3 separate regions of the Arabidopsis thaliana genome follow, and all the other regions are linked to region 1. The links are chromatin contacts, called in public ChIA-PET maps. All regions are on one chromosome and are shown on one strand. Each heading gives the region's core, a stretch centred on a gene start, on an enhancer-like site or on the middle of the called end of the contact. The rest is flanking DNA. Distances are from core to core; before and after follow the strand shown.

Region 1 (4,923 bases), core at 985-3,484:
TAGATTTGTCATCAAAGTACACATCACCTAAAAGTAAAAATAGACAAAAGAGACCTTGTCCTCACGCCTCTCTCTTTTTCCCGGCAACAACTAACAACAACACTTCTTTACCTTTCTCTCTAAGGCAAAACCCTTCTCTTATGTGACCACTCCTCCATGCATCCCTCCTCCGCCGCCGTCTCCGGCGAACTCACAAAACCACCAACAGCTCCACTCCAACCACTTGTTGACCTAATAACAAACGTCCTCTCCCTCCTCCTCCTCTCTTCCCTCACCGTCCGTTCCTTCATCGGACGGTGGCAAATCCTCCGATCCAAACTCTTCACACTAAACTCATCTCTCTCTTCCTTATCCGAATCACCTCACTGGTCACAAAATCCTCTCCTCCACACTCTCCTCCCTTCTCTCCTCTCAAATCTCCAACGCCTCTCTTCACTCTCCGACCAATGCTCCTCCGCTTCATTCTCCGGTGGTAAACTTCTCATGCAAAGCGACCTCGACATAGCTTCCTCTTCCCTCTCTACTCACATAAGTGACCTTGACCTCCTCCTCAGATCCGGTGTCCTCCACCAACAAAACGCCATCGTTTTATCACTCCCACCACCAACATCAGATAAAGATGACATTGCCTTCTTCATCAGAGACCTCTTCACTCGTCTCCAAATCGGTGGAGCTGAGTTCAAAAAGAAATCTCTAGAATCTCTTCTTCAACTTCTCACCGATAACGAAAAATCCGCAAGAATCATAGCTAAAGAAGGTAATGTTGGTTACTTAGTAACTCTTCTTGATCTCCATCACCATCCTCTAATCCGTGAGCACGCACTCGCCGCCGTCTCGCTGTTAACTTCATCGAGCGCCGACTCGAGAAAGACGGTGTTCGAACAAGGCGGATTAGGTCCATTACTACGATTGCTAGAAACCGGATCTTCACCGTTCAAAACAAGAGCAGCAATAGCGATTGAAGCTATAACCGCCGATCCAGCAACCGCTTGGGCTATCTCAGCTTACGGAGGCGTAACCGTATTAATCGAAGCTTGTAGATCAGGATCTAAACAAGTACAAGAACACATCGCTGGTGCTATAAGCAACATCGCCGCCGTTGAAGAAATCAGAACAACATTAGCTGAAGAAGGAGCTATACCGGTTCTTATCCAACTCTTAATCTCCGGTTCATCATCGGTACAAGAGAAAACCGCGAATTTCATCTCCTTGATCTCATCTTCCGGTGAGTATTACAGAGATTTGATTGTTAGAGAAAGAGGAGGATTACAGATTCTGATTCATTTAGTTCAAGAATCATCAAATCCCGATACGATCGAACACTGTTTGCTTGCTCTCTCTCAGATCTCTGCCATGGAAACAGTTTCTAGGGTTTTATCTTCATCAACAAGGTTCATAATCCGATTAGGTGAATTGATAAAACACGGAAACGTAATCCTTCAACAGATCTCAACTTCTCTTTTATCGAATTTAACAATCAGCGACGGTAACAAACGAGCCGTCGCTGATTGTTTAAGCTCGTTGATTCGGTTAATGGAATCGCCGAAACCGGCGGGGTTACAAGAAGCGGCGACGGAGGCGGCGAAGTCGTTGTTGACCGTTAGATCAAATCGGAAGGAGTTGATGAGAGATGAGAAGAGTGTGATTCGATTGGTGCAAATGTTGGATCCGAGGAATGAGAGGATGAATAATAAAGAGCTTCCGGTGATGGTTGTGACGGCGATTTTATCAGGTGGAAGTTATGCGGCGAGGACGAAGTTGATTGGTTTAGGAGCTGATCGTTATCTTCAATCTCTGGAGGAAATGGAAGTTCCCGGTGCTAAGAAAGCGGTTCAGAGACTCGCCGCCGGTAATCGGTTAAAGAGTATCTTCTTCACTAGACCATGGAAAGATCACTAAAAGGTGCGTGGCGTTTTCGTAATTTTTGTAATTTCTGATTTAAAGTGAAAAGACTAAACTACCCCTCTGATTCGAATGGGACCAGAATTTTTATTTGGCATTAACGTTGATATAGACTTAACAATTAACATGTCTTATTGGCATCTAGATTCATAGAGCTGTCACCGACATGGATTAATTAAACTTGCAAATTATTTGGTAGGGGTGAGATTTTAACCGAACCGACCCAACCCAACCAAATTCAAACCGAGTCAAACCAAACTCAAATTTAAACTTAAACCATTCGGTTACATTTTGTCTCAACCTAAATAGGTCGGTTTGATTCGGTTTTAAACCGAACCGAACCGATAATCCAATGTATTTACTAATTTAATTAATTAATTATATTAATAATATCATAAATAACTAAACTAAATATTTATTTATTTCTAAAACTCTAACCCTTAAAAACCTAGGGCTCTACTTCTATCTTTAAAGTAAAACTCAAAAAAACTTTCATATTTCATTTATTGTTCCGTTTATACAAATAATTATTTTTTTGTACCGAATTAAAAACCGAACCGAACTAATACCAAACCGACCCGAATCAAACTAAAACTGACCCAAACACAAACCAAACCAATTAAGTTCGGTTGAGTATGGTTAAAGTTTTACAAAATCTAAATAAACTGAACCAAACCGAACCCAAAATTAAACCGAAATGTATCTGGGATTTGGAGAATTGGACTGATCTTGGATTCAACCTATGTGAGGCCAAAAGAGATTTACTCAATAATTGATTATGATTAAGGTTCTTATAATGTGGTTCAATGTAAATTTAACTCAAATTTGGTTACTGGAAATGATAATAATTGTCTAAATTTTTACAGGTATGAAGGTTTCAATTTGTGGAAGGAGAATATTCCGATTTCTCATACTCTAAATACAACACATTCACATCAACAACCAATTGTTTTTTTTTTCTTTTCTTTTCTAAATATGAAAATCCTAATATTTATTTTTTAACTATTATCAAAAGTCATGGATGCAGGTTTTATAGTATCCTTCTTCTGTTTTGTTTATTTATTTATAAAGTGGAGAGTTTTTTTTTTTTTTTTACATGTATTTGTGTGATTATATATGTAAATGACTCTTGAGTTTTGATCTGTAGGAGTACTTAATATTGTAACTGTTTTATTTATTTTTATTGTAAGAGTGTCAGTTTTTATTGTGTATTTTTGTTTACCTTATTTATCAATGGGGAAAATATCATTTAAATCATCATTTTATCATTTTTGTTGGTATAAAGCATGAACTCTGGATCTAGTGAATTAAATTCTCAATTTTATGTTGACTTTCAATTTAATCACAGATTATGTTACTGGATTTTGTAAGTGATGGCCGTGTGTACATGCAATCTCTATTGTATCTCCACCTCTTCTTCGGATTGACGTTAAACAATAAACAAATTATTAATCATCGTAATCATCGTACTTAGATTATAAGTAATGGAAGGAAAACACTACAAGTGATTATTGCTTGTATCACTGAATGATTCAATGTTCACATGATTCATATTCATCAAGTGGAATCCACCCTTAGTAATTACTACAAGCAATATCCTAAGGTTTTGGCGAAGAAAGTTTAAACTCAACCAAGCTACACATCTACAAAGATTGGTTGTCAATATATGCACACTACTTCACCCAATCTTGTAGTGTTGCTAGGACCAAGAGAACCGCATTACAATCCGACCATACTTCAAAAGAATTCACATGACGATCATGGAGGCTTTGGATCCACCAGAGGATACAATGGAGTTTCATCGCTATCCAATTCTCCATCGAAAGGAACGCATCACGGGCATGATAAAGTAGGCATGATCACAGTTACGGTTATTACGGTTACGGTTATAATTTTTTTAATTGTAACCTTAACCATTTTATATAAGGTTAAGATGGTTAAAGTTAGATAATGTTACGGTTGAATACAGTTACAGTTACAGTTAAATACGTTTATGGTTATTTGATGATTACAATATATTTAATACTGGTGGCAAAATCTTATTTTTAATTGCTTTTAATAAGATAAAAAGTATGTTGTAGATTCTTTCGTATGCGATATTATTTACTTTTTAAAAAATCTTTATCCGAACATTCGATATCTATCTCTGCATTACAAATAGTTAAAATTATATTTTTAAGGTTTTAACTATGCAGTTAATCGTGCGGTTAACTGTACGGTTAATTACTGTTTTAATGGTTACAATTAATATAGTCTTTTTAATCGTAATTATTCTATTTTTACGGTTAACGGTTTCAACTTTTAACCGTATTATACAATTACGATCCGTTTATAGTTTGGAAATGATCTGGTTACCGTCCGAAATAAGATTACACTTAAATTTTGGTCATGCCTATGATAAAAGGACAGTTTCAAAGTAGCCCCATAGAATCCATGTTTCCCCACAATGATATATATCATTAATCGATAATGAGAAAACATTACATTTTAATACACCAAGCTTTGGTTTAACCCAACGATTGTTCTGCCTCATAAATTGACTGGTCATACGATTAGAAACTTGATGGTTGGACGTATTTTGTTTCCAAAGCCACCTCTTCCCATTTCCCAATTAGTTCCCACTCTTTATTGAATGAATAGTTACCATCTTTAGTATATGCCCACGGCTCAGGAGAAAAAGATCTAATTCTCATACCGATATACCATCACAAGGAGGGAAAAGACTTAGTTAAGAGTTGTGGATCCCATTCTACTTGATCCCTTATTAGATGAGACATCTTGAGATTAAATCGATTAAAAGGTTCTTTGTTAAATGTCGACGCATGAGCATCAAAACCCCACACATCCATCCAAATACTAGTATAGTTTTCATCTCTGATGGATTACAGAAGTCCACATTCCAACAACTCCTTTCCAAATAAATTATTTCGTTGTGTATATAAAATTAGGATCAATTATGAAATCAGCACAATTAAGTTTATCCCTTTGTGGAAACAGTCATATCTCATATGCCTAATAGAT
Region 2 (4,923 bases), core at 1,448-3,947, 58 kb before region 1:
AAGTTTATCCCATGCTTCTTTAGCTGATTCACAGTTTTGAATTTGCTTGAATTGATTTTGATTCACGGAGTTGAATATCAAAGACAGTGCCCTTGAATTAGCTGTGGCCTTTGCCTCTTCTGCATCATTCCATTGATCTTCAGTTTTTAGCACATCTTCTCCATCTTCTCCCTTGATGACCGGAGCCTTCCATCCAATGCTCGTAGCAATCCAGGCTTCTTTTCCTAGACCACGTATGAGAGCTCTCATCTTCACTTTCCAGTGTCCATAATTTCCTTTTTCCAATATGATTGCTTTACCGACTTCAACGAACTCTTTGGGGTAGTCCATCCTCTCCGCAGGATCTGCATCTGTTGTTAAGTACATCTTGGTTCAGATGCCCGCTCTGATACCAAATGAAATTCCGGATGAACCTAAGAATCGTATTCCCCAAACTCAGAACCACCGAGTATCATTTTATTAGAAATCTGATTAAGAAGTTTACAACTACCTTAATTGGTTTTACACAAGATATAAACTACTTTACCTTGTCACCTGAGATTTCCCTAAACACACAAGAGCAGATCACAAGAACACACTCTTTGATCTCTCTAGAATTCCAATCAGACTAAACCTTAGTCTCTAACAATGAAAAGCGTTGCACTAGCTTTTTCACTCACAATCACGGCCAAGTCTAACAAGAACTTTAGCACCTCTATTTATACCATCGAGGTCTTCGGTCTTCTAGGTTAGCCTTCAAGATCTTGGATCACTCCAAATCTTCGCGTGAATATCTTCTTTCCAAACTGAACTCCTCCTGTTGTGGTCTCCACGTCATTCGTTCATTTGGCGGCATATCCACGTCAGCATCAATTACTTGATCTTCACTTTAGTCTTCTGAAACAGCTTCCAGCTTGTTCCAGCAATCAACACTCCTTCTGATTGTTCTGACAGAGGGTGCACTAACATTTTTATCTCCCAAAATTGTCTACTTCTTTGTAGGCTATTATTGATGGTAGAAATCAGATTTTGGTCAGCGTCTGGGCTTGCCATTGCCTCCTCTAGCTTTTGCCTATTCTCTTCAGTGGCTTTTTGACTATTTTGATGCTTAGTCCTAGTTCAGGTAATGATTTCTTGTATAAATCTACTGACATTTTCCTCAACATCCTCCATGGCGTCAAAGTTCCAAGCTGCTTAAATTAAAATAGAGACTTCCTCATTGTCTTTCAATCTTTTATCGTACTTAAAAACTCCTTTTTTCTTTTCCTCGAATACATTAAAGTGAGTAAGAAGTGGTTGACGGTCTGAGCTTTCAAACCTTAAATACTCCCAACGACTGGATGGGTAAGCCTTAGCCCTTGTTCCATTTGACATAGCCCTATATAGTGTGCAATGAACAATGAGCTCATGTCTCTTTCCTCTCCAAGAGAAGAAGTTGCTCAAGTGTCTGAGATCGTATAAGTCACATTCTGACATGAATGACCTAATGTTCACAAAAGTACCTTCATGTATGATTTGTCCTCCTTGTTTTTCTGATGCATCAATGATGTCATTAAAATCTCTTGTTAAGTGCCAAGGTTCTTCTCTATTCCCATGAATAATTAAGATCTCATGTTTTCAACAAGTATTACTAAAACTATTATTTTTATTCTTCAAACTCAAAAAGTAGAGCTATATAGTGACAAAAAAACTGTTGCACGTAAATTTATCGTCATAAAAATGACTTTTAACATAACACGTGAATTACACATTGTTTAATGATACGTTACTAAAAAAGATAACGTTATTTTTTGACCACCGATTTTTAAGTAATAAATACATGAATTGTTACAAGCAAAAAAATGTTGAGAGCTTATTCAATTTCATCATACTAGTGTGACATCATTGCTACATATATTGAATATATTGCACGTTTTTAGTTACACATATAAACACTCGTATGCATAACTACGTCAGGTATCCCGACAACAAAATTCACCTAATTTGTTTTAGTTAGCAAACCTGATCTAAAAACTCAACATTATGGGTCTTTCAACTTGAGTTAAGTACACAAACTCTCCCATACCAAGCTGTGAAGAGATCCAAAAAACAATATCCAATGTCTACATTTATTTTTATTTCTATTTTAAAGAAAATATAATCGATTTAGCTTCAATAACTCTAAAATAGAAAAAAAAAGAAATTACTATATATAGATTACTCTTAAATTTTCAATCAAAATCCAAAAAAAATATTTCTCAACATAACACATCTTACTACTTTAAAAACCTCACAAAATAGTTATTATATTATTCTTAGTCAAATTCATAACCTATATTCCCTATTTTCCGGTCAGTCATATGCTTTTGCTAATAAACTTAAATATAGATAGATCTGATAAATTCTTTTCGGAACCAATTATTTTCTTCCCTTAATTTATTAGTTGTTACCCTTTAAATGATCTTAATTCTAAAAAACAGACCAACAACTTTATTAGCTACCCTTAAATGATCTTTAGTTTTCAACAAACTCATCAACAATTTTATAAATTCTTAAACCCAACATCATCCACCCAAACACAATTATTAAAAAAACAATCTATATGTTTATAAACATATAATAAAATAAAATAAAAAGACACAAAAAGAACGTTGAAAAAAGAAAGAAAAAGACACAAAAGAACGTTTGAGGAAACCAATAAAAAGAAAAATGGGCCTGAGAGACTGAAGAACAACCCTTTTATCACGTATCGTGTCTCCAGCTGTATATATATTTCCCACACACACTCTTTTTCAAAACCCCACCGACGATGGCATTTCCGTTATTATTCTAACGGTCACACGTCCCTTACGTGTCCACCACTTTTTTTTATTATTATTTTAATCCCATCACTCTTTCTCTCTCTCTCCCTATCTTCTTCTTCTTCTTCTTCTTATTCCCCACACTCTCTTCTTCTCTACTTCACCATCATTCACACACACTCATGGCTTCTTCTTCTTCTTCTTCTTCCTCCATCACAATCATCACCACCTTCCTCTTCCTTCTCCTCCACACAACCGCCAAAAAAACCTACATCATCCGCGTCAATCACTCCGATAAACCGGAATCATTCCTCACTCACCACGATTGGTACACATCTCAACTCAATTCAGAATCATCTCTTCTCTACACTTACACAACCTCCTTCCATGGCTTCTCCGCTTACCTCGACTCCACCGAAGCCGATTCTCTCCTCTCCTCCTCAAACTCAATCCTCGATATCTTCGAAGATCCTCTCTACACACTTCACACTACGCGTACTCCTGAGTTTCTCGGTCTCAATTCCGAATTCGGTGTTCACGATCTCGGTTCTTCTTCTAACGGCGTTATCATCGGAGTTTTAGATACTGGCGTTTGGCCTGAATCTAGAAGCTTCGATGATACTGATATGCCTGAGATTCCTTCTAAATGGAAAGGAGAATGTGAATCTGGTTCCGATTTCGATTCCAAGTTGTGTAACAAGAAGCTTATCGGAGCTAGAAGCTTCTCCAAAGGATTTCAAATGGCTTCTGGTGGTGGTTTTTCGAGTAAGCGTGAATCTGTTTCTCCTCGTGATGTTGACGGACATGGAACACATACTTCAACTACCGCCGCGGGATCCGCCGTTAGAAACGCTAGCTTCCTCGGTTACGCCGCCGGTACGGCCAGAGGTATGGCCACTCGTGCTCGTGTTGCTACTTATAAAGTTTGTTGGAGTACTGGTTGTTTTGGATCTGATATACTAGCTGCTATGGATCGAGCTATACTTGATGGTGTTGATGTGCTTTCGTTATCTCTTGGTGGTGGTTCTGCTCCGTATTATCGCGATACGATTGCGATTGGAGCGTTTTCGGCTATGGAGAGAGGTGTTTTTGTGTCTTGTTCTGCTGGTAATAGTGGTCCTACTAGAGCTTCTGTTGCCAATGTTGCTCCTTGGGTTATGACTGTTGGTGCTGGTACTTTAGATAGAGATTTTCCGGCTTTTGCGAATCTCGGTAACGGGAAACGACTTACCGGTGTTTCGCTGTATAGCGGTGTAGGAATGGGGACGAAGCCGCTTGAATTGGTTTATAATAAAGGGAATAGTAGTTCGAGTAATCTTTGTTTACCTGGTTCGCTTGATTCGAGTATTGTTCGTGGGAAGATTGTTGTTTGTGATAGAGGTGTTAATGCTAGAGTTGAGAAAGGAGCTGTGGTTAGAGATGCTGGTGGTTTAGGGATGATAATGGCGAATACTGCTGCGAGTGGAGAGGAGCTTGTGGCGGATAGTCATTTGCTTCCCGCGATCGCTGTAGGGAAGAAGACTGGTGATTTACTTAGGGAGTATGTTAAGTCAGATTCTAAACCAACCGCTCTTCTTGTTTTTAAAGGAACGGTTCTTGACGTTAAGCCGTCTCCTGTGGTTGCTGCTTTTAGCTCGAGAGGTCCTAATACTGTTACTCCTGAAATCTTGAAGCCTGATGTTATTGGTCCTGGAGTTAATATTTTGGCTGGTTGGTCTGACGCTATTGGTCCTACTGGTCTTGACAAGGACTCTAGGAGGACTCAGTTCAACATCATGTCAGGTACTCAACTTTGAAACTTGATTTTGATTACATATTTTTGTTATTGATTAATCTATGATTGTAGAGAGGGGTTTGTTTTGTTTGACATGAAAAAGTGTCTGATTATTGTTAGGTACGTCAATGTCATGCCCACACATCAGTGGTTTAGCGGGTCTTTTGAAAGCAGCTCACCCTGAGTGGAGTCCGAGTGCTATCAAATCAGCTCTCATGACTACAGCTTACGTTCTTGACAACACCAACGCTCCTCTCCATGATGCTGCAGACAACAGCCTATCTAACCCATATGCTCACGGCTCGGGCCATGTAGATCCCCAAAAGGCTCTCTCACCAGGTCTTGTCTACGACATCTCAACCGAGGAATACATCAGGTTTTTGTGCTCTC
Region 3 (4,923 bases), core at 709-3,208, 34 kb after region 1:
GCAGGAGGCGGCGTGGCTATAGCTAATCTTGAAGCCGCAATGTAAGCTCCAGTAGACTGCACAATCCATTAACTTAACCATCACATTTTCTCCTCTAACAAAATCAAACTTAAGTTTACTTGCAATGAATATTAACAATGCTGCTTCATTACCTCGACCATGGATACAAGAACCGCAGACATCATAGCAAACGAATGGCCTACTGAAAATGTAGGAGGTCCCCACTGGAGAGGGTATGGAAACTTAAACCTGATGACAGATTATAAGCAGAATGAGATTATGGAAAATGTAACTACAATACACAAGGATACTAAGCTGTCCAATACCATGGAGCTGTTGAAATAAGATTAGCTTTGTCTGTTCGACAACTATGCTGTGTAAGTGATGGTTTGCCTCTATAAGCACCACTTGCGGTCAGAATTACAGCGTAGATCCAAACAATTGTAACACAGATCAATATCGGAAATCTTTCAAAGATTGGGACATCTTTAAATGGTCTAACATGTTTTAGATACTGCCAAGAAGAAAAAAAAACAAGATATGTAAGAGAGAAAACAACTTGGAAAGCAAGCAAAGAAAGTCTAAACAACACAAAGCTCTTACTTGGGTTAGTCCAATGACAAGCAATAGCATCGGTAGTCCAATCTCGATGCAGTTCCCGAGCTACAGAATCAAAGTTTAGAAGAGATTCTTGATGTTAATGCAAATTCAATGGTGTGGAGTGGGGCTTTGTATGAATTACCTGAGGAAATCCTCGCTGAAACATCCCGAGACCAACCAATCCGACAACCGGTGCCATTCCTAGAGGACTGAAGAACCTACAAGTTGAAAAAGGATCAAAAGCAAGTAATGAATTGGGATAAAGATAACAATAACAAAAACAAAGGCAATGAGTACCTTGAGAAAAGACCCCAAACTTGGCTATATCCTAGAATAATCTGTATGCTTGATGCTACAATCAACGCCCCTTGTATAGCACGCATTGTATGAATAAATCTCTGTAACAAAAAAAACATAACTACATTGTCGATATACATACAAAAACAAAAACGATCTTGTCGAGTATCTTTTTTTACCTCATGATCATTAGATATCTTTTGCAAAGAAGAGTCATTGATGATATAAGCAATAGGGACAACATAAGCAAGAGAGCCTCCAACAACAGCAGGCAACCTTGTACCAAAGAGAGCTTGAAGAAGTGTTTTGATACCAGCTACAAAGAGTAATGTCTGTATAACCCGCGCTCTGTCCCCCTTTTAGACAACAAGAATAAGATTAGTTTAGCAACGATGTTCTTCAATAAAAACATACAAGAAGCACACTTACATCAGAGCCACCCATAGCTGGAACGAGCAATGCGGGTATAAAAGCACTTGTTCCAAGCATTAGTATGTAGTTTTGGAATGCTAGTAACACCGTCTCGGCTGCAACAACCAATCACTTCATTCAAATTATCATATATAAACACAATGAGTTAGTGAAAGCGATTGCTAATTTTTGCACAAACTCTATAAAAGGCCCACCAAAAACACTCAGGTTATTATATTTCCTAATAACGAATAATTAAATCGGTTCATGTGGTCATTAGTACCATAAACAAACACTTATTATATTCCATTGCACAAAACTATATAGAGAGTGAGAGAGAGAGAAGAGTACGCCAAGGAGGGTTAGAGTCGATGCAATATTCAAGGTCTTGAAGCTGTTCCATTGGAGGATGACTTATCTCCGCCATGGCTACGCCGCCACACAAACAAAACAAAAAAACAAAATCTCCTTTTCCGATGAACAGACACAGAGGAGGAAGAAGAAGACGAAGAGTAAGAAGAAGAAGAAGAAAAAAAAAAGTTAAAGGTTAGAGATATAAAGTAGTGAGGAAAAAGGAAAAAAAAAAAGGAATATTTTACGGATTTGCCCCTGATTCGAATTTAAAAGCTTCTCTACTCTGTAAACTTATTATTCTCTCTCTCTCTTGTACAGGCGTGGCGTTGATGAGTTTCTTTCTCTTTCTTTACTTTTTTTTTTTTGAATTAATTGTTGGATTATTTTACGGATTTGCCCCTGATTCGTTCTGTCTATCTACCAATTAGATCTTTTTTTCTAAAGTGGGGTCCATCCCAACGGAGTCAATTAGTTCTCAGGTTTTTTTTTTTTTGAAAATTTTGTTGTTGCATGAGAGAGAGATCTTAAATGCCAAAACAGAATCTTCTACAACTTGTTTTCATCTAGTTGTAAAATTTTGGACTTATTTATTACTATTTTACATACTTTTTTTTAAGTTTCAGATTTTATTTTATTTTATCATTTTATTCCTCTGAGTAGAAATACTTTTTTTTTTGTAAGTAGAGATCATATTATTTAATTTTATATAGATTTGTTTTTGTAAAAAATAAAAATGTAGTTTCTTAAACAAAATAGATTTGTTCATGAGGAAAATAGTTAAATTTTGTACTAGTTAAAAAATGTATTTTCTTAAACACTTAAGATTCTTTGTTTTAATTTTCTTAAAGATTTATTTTCCTACTTAAGAAAAAATTACCGTATTTTTTTGTTCATATCCTTTTGTGAATCACATCGATACATTTCAGAAACTTTTAGAGTAAATCATAATCGAATTTCGCCAGAATATTAGTTAATTAACTAAGTAGATAATGAACAAAATGTTGAGAGTAAATGTTTGATGCACTAGTTCAATTTTATTTACAAAAACTAATTCACGTTTCACATGTGGTATTTTTTTTTTTTGTTAAAAACAACTTATTCGGACTTGTGCTAACGCCCAATACACAGATAAAATCCAGTTACAAAATAGGTTAAATAGAAAAAGTCACCAACAAACATAAAGACTCGAACCTTGCTACTAGTCGGAAGCAGAGTGACCGAAGCCTTATATCCGGCAGATTCAAGAGTCACAGCTTTACGGCCGATATTATCGACAATAAGCTTTGGACACTAAAAACGTTAATAAAAAAAGACTCCAAAATTTTACATTTTAACAAACCAAGAAAAATGAAAAAATATGAGTTAATTAATGTCAAAGATTGCATGAAAATCTAGTCGTCAGTCCTCTAACATGCTTTCCGAGATCTACATTTTTGGTTAAATATCTCATTCTCTCTTTATAGTAAAAAGAGCCATCCCTAATTAAATAGTTGAAATTCGCAAACCATTGGACAGAACATAAATATCATTCGGCATGCATATGGTTTTTCTGTCTTTTGTGTGGGAGCACGTGTTATCTTCCTTAATTGTGATAAGCGATACGATAAATTTATCTACCAGAAAACATAACAAGAATAAAGAATGCATTTAATGTCGTCCCAAAACCTCTCCGGGAGAAAGAGACTGCGTTTTTAAACAATTAAGTTTACAAAAAAATTCTTAAACAATTACGAAGAAGTAGAAACAAACTCTCATGCTCAATAACAAGCAGATAAAAAATAATGCCACTTACACAGAATGTTTTTGTAAATTATTCCTAAACAAAATAATAATCTTTTTTGGCAGATTAGAGAATTTGTTTAAAATCTTTTAACTAAAAAAGAAAGAAAAGAATTCAAATGAGGTAAATTCAAAAAGTCTTCATGAGTTTTTTGGAATCATAGATATCCTGGTTATATATTTTTAAAAATTATGTTGAGCCAAACGGTAAAAACATGACCAAAACGATGTTGTTTGGTTTGTTGAATTGTACACAAAAGAAAAAAAGTTTGGTTTGTTGAATAGACGCTTTGGGACCAACGTCTTTCGATTATTGATCTAATTGGCATTTAGTCAACACATATTAGTATTGACTTAATTACGGCGTTTAGGTCAATACAATTTTGCTTGATTTTATTAGTTCATGTAGGTACCAGCTTTTTTATTGTAGTCGTAGGGCAATTTTCCTTTTGGGTGATTTAAAAATCTATACAGGAACCATCAAATAATTAAGAATCTATACATGAAGATCATTTATTTAGGTATCTCTTTTCAACTAAAATCTATATGACAAATATACCCCTATAAAGAGATATGATAAAACTCTGGATAGTTAGCAGATAACGCATTATCGAGATAATATTGTTAGCGAAATATGGATAGAGTTTGATGCATAGATGAAATGACATGGTGTACAAACCTACTTAATATGTTAATAATATATTTGAGGATATAAACAAATTTTCAGTTATTGAACCAATGTTTAGATTTCAAAGACACATATATATGCGAAGATGATAACATTAATATTAAAAGATAACAAAATATTTAGCATGAAGGCCAAAAAAGTTGACTTGCGACTGAATAATCATGTAGAAAAAATACAAGCATTAGAATAGTTAGCAGATAACGTATTATCGGGATAATATTTTTAGCGAAATATGGATAGGATTTTGATATATGGATGAAAAAACTTAAGGTACAAACCTACATAACATGTTAATAAAACAATTGACGATATAAACAAATTACCGGCTATTGAACCAACGATTGATTTCAAAGATTATATAATTATCGGAAGATAATAACATTATTATTAAAAGGTAACAAAATATTTAACATCAAAAACAAATAAGGTATAGGGGTATAAGAATATTTTCTTGATAGAGAGAAGGTTCAACAGTAGTTTTTTCTAACACTTAATTTTGTAATTTTCTATTAATTTTGTAATTTTCTATGTATACAGAGTGCAATTTCCCTTCTTTCTTTCTTTTTTGTTGTCGAAGAGTTATCTACTCTATGTGAATATTATCAAGTTGGCAATAGTTTGTGAAATAATAGTCCATTTTCCCTCGTGTAATACATTTTATAACAATAAACATCATTAACAAACGAAAAGCATGTGAAACATAAAAAAATAAGTATTATCATATATTAAACTTTCACGTGATTGTAAGTAACAAAAAAGTGAAGAATAATGCTTAAGGTGAAATAGACTCACAA

The links. ChIA-PET counts read pairs in DNA pulled down with a chosen protein or histone mark.
Region 2: an H3K4me3 ChIA-PET map of shoot shows a contact between it and region 1, with 20 read pairs. The contact joins the promoter of AT2G05920 here to the promoter of AT2G05812 in region 1. A contact is called at or near these places in 2 of 26 Hi-C or Micro-C datasets (root and rosette leaf) and 1 of 2 datasets of contacts at active chromatin or transcription factors (shoot).
Region 3: a contact with region 1 is called in an H3K4me3 ChIA-PET map of shoot, with 16 read pairs. The contact joins the promoter of AT2G05760 here to the promoter of AT2G05812 in region 1. A contact is called at or near these places in 14 of 26 Hi-C or Micro-C datasets (callus, cotyledon, leaf and 7 more), 1 of 2 datasets of contacts at active chromatin or transcription factors (shoot) and 1 of 3 other capture datasets (seedling).

Annotation. Positions count from the first base shown.
Region 1 is chr2:2,212,201-2,217,123 of TAIR10.1, reverse strand. AT2G05812 (a long non-coding RNA gene) reads right to left here and starts at 2,234. Exons shown (of 1, transcript NR_140104.1): 1 at 1-2,234. AT2G05810 (ARM repeat superfamily protein) reads left to right here. Exons shown (of 2, transcript NM_126594.4): 1 at 1-1,902; 2 at 2,769-3,164. The coding sequence starts at 157. The coding sequence ends at 1,899. AT2G05005 (a long non-coding RNA gene) reads left to right here and starts at 4,314. Exons shown (of 1, transcript NR_140058.1): 1 at 4,314-4,619.
Region 2 is chr2:2,270,226-2,275,148 of TAIR10.1, reverse strand. It overlaps AT2G05920 (Subtilase family protein), which reads left to right and starts at 2,697. Exons shown (of 2, transcript NM_126605.4): 1 at 2,697-4,541; 2 at 4,654-4,923. The coding sequence starts at 2,942. It also overlaps the pseudogene AT2G05930.
Region 3 is chr2:2,177,790-2,182,712 of TAIR10.1, reverse strand. AT2G05760 (Xanthine/uracil permease family protein) reads right to left here and starts at 1,958. Exons shown (of 13, transcript NM_126592.3): 1 at 1,660-1,958; 2 at 1,327-1,424; 3 at 1,077-1,253; 4 at 898-998; 5 at 743-818; 6 at 604-663; 7 at 327-514; 8 at 153-249; 9 at 1-56. The coding sequence starts at 1,735.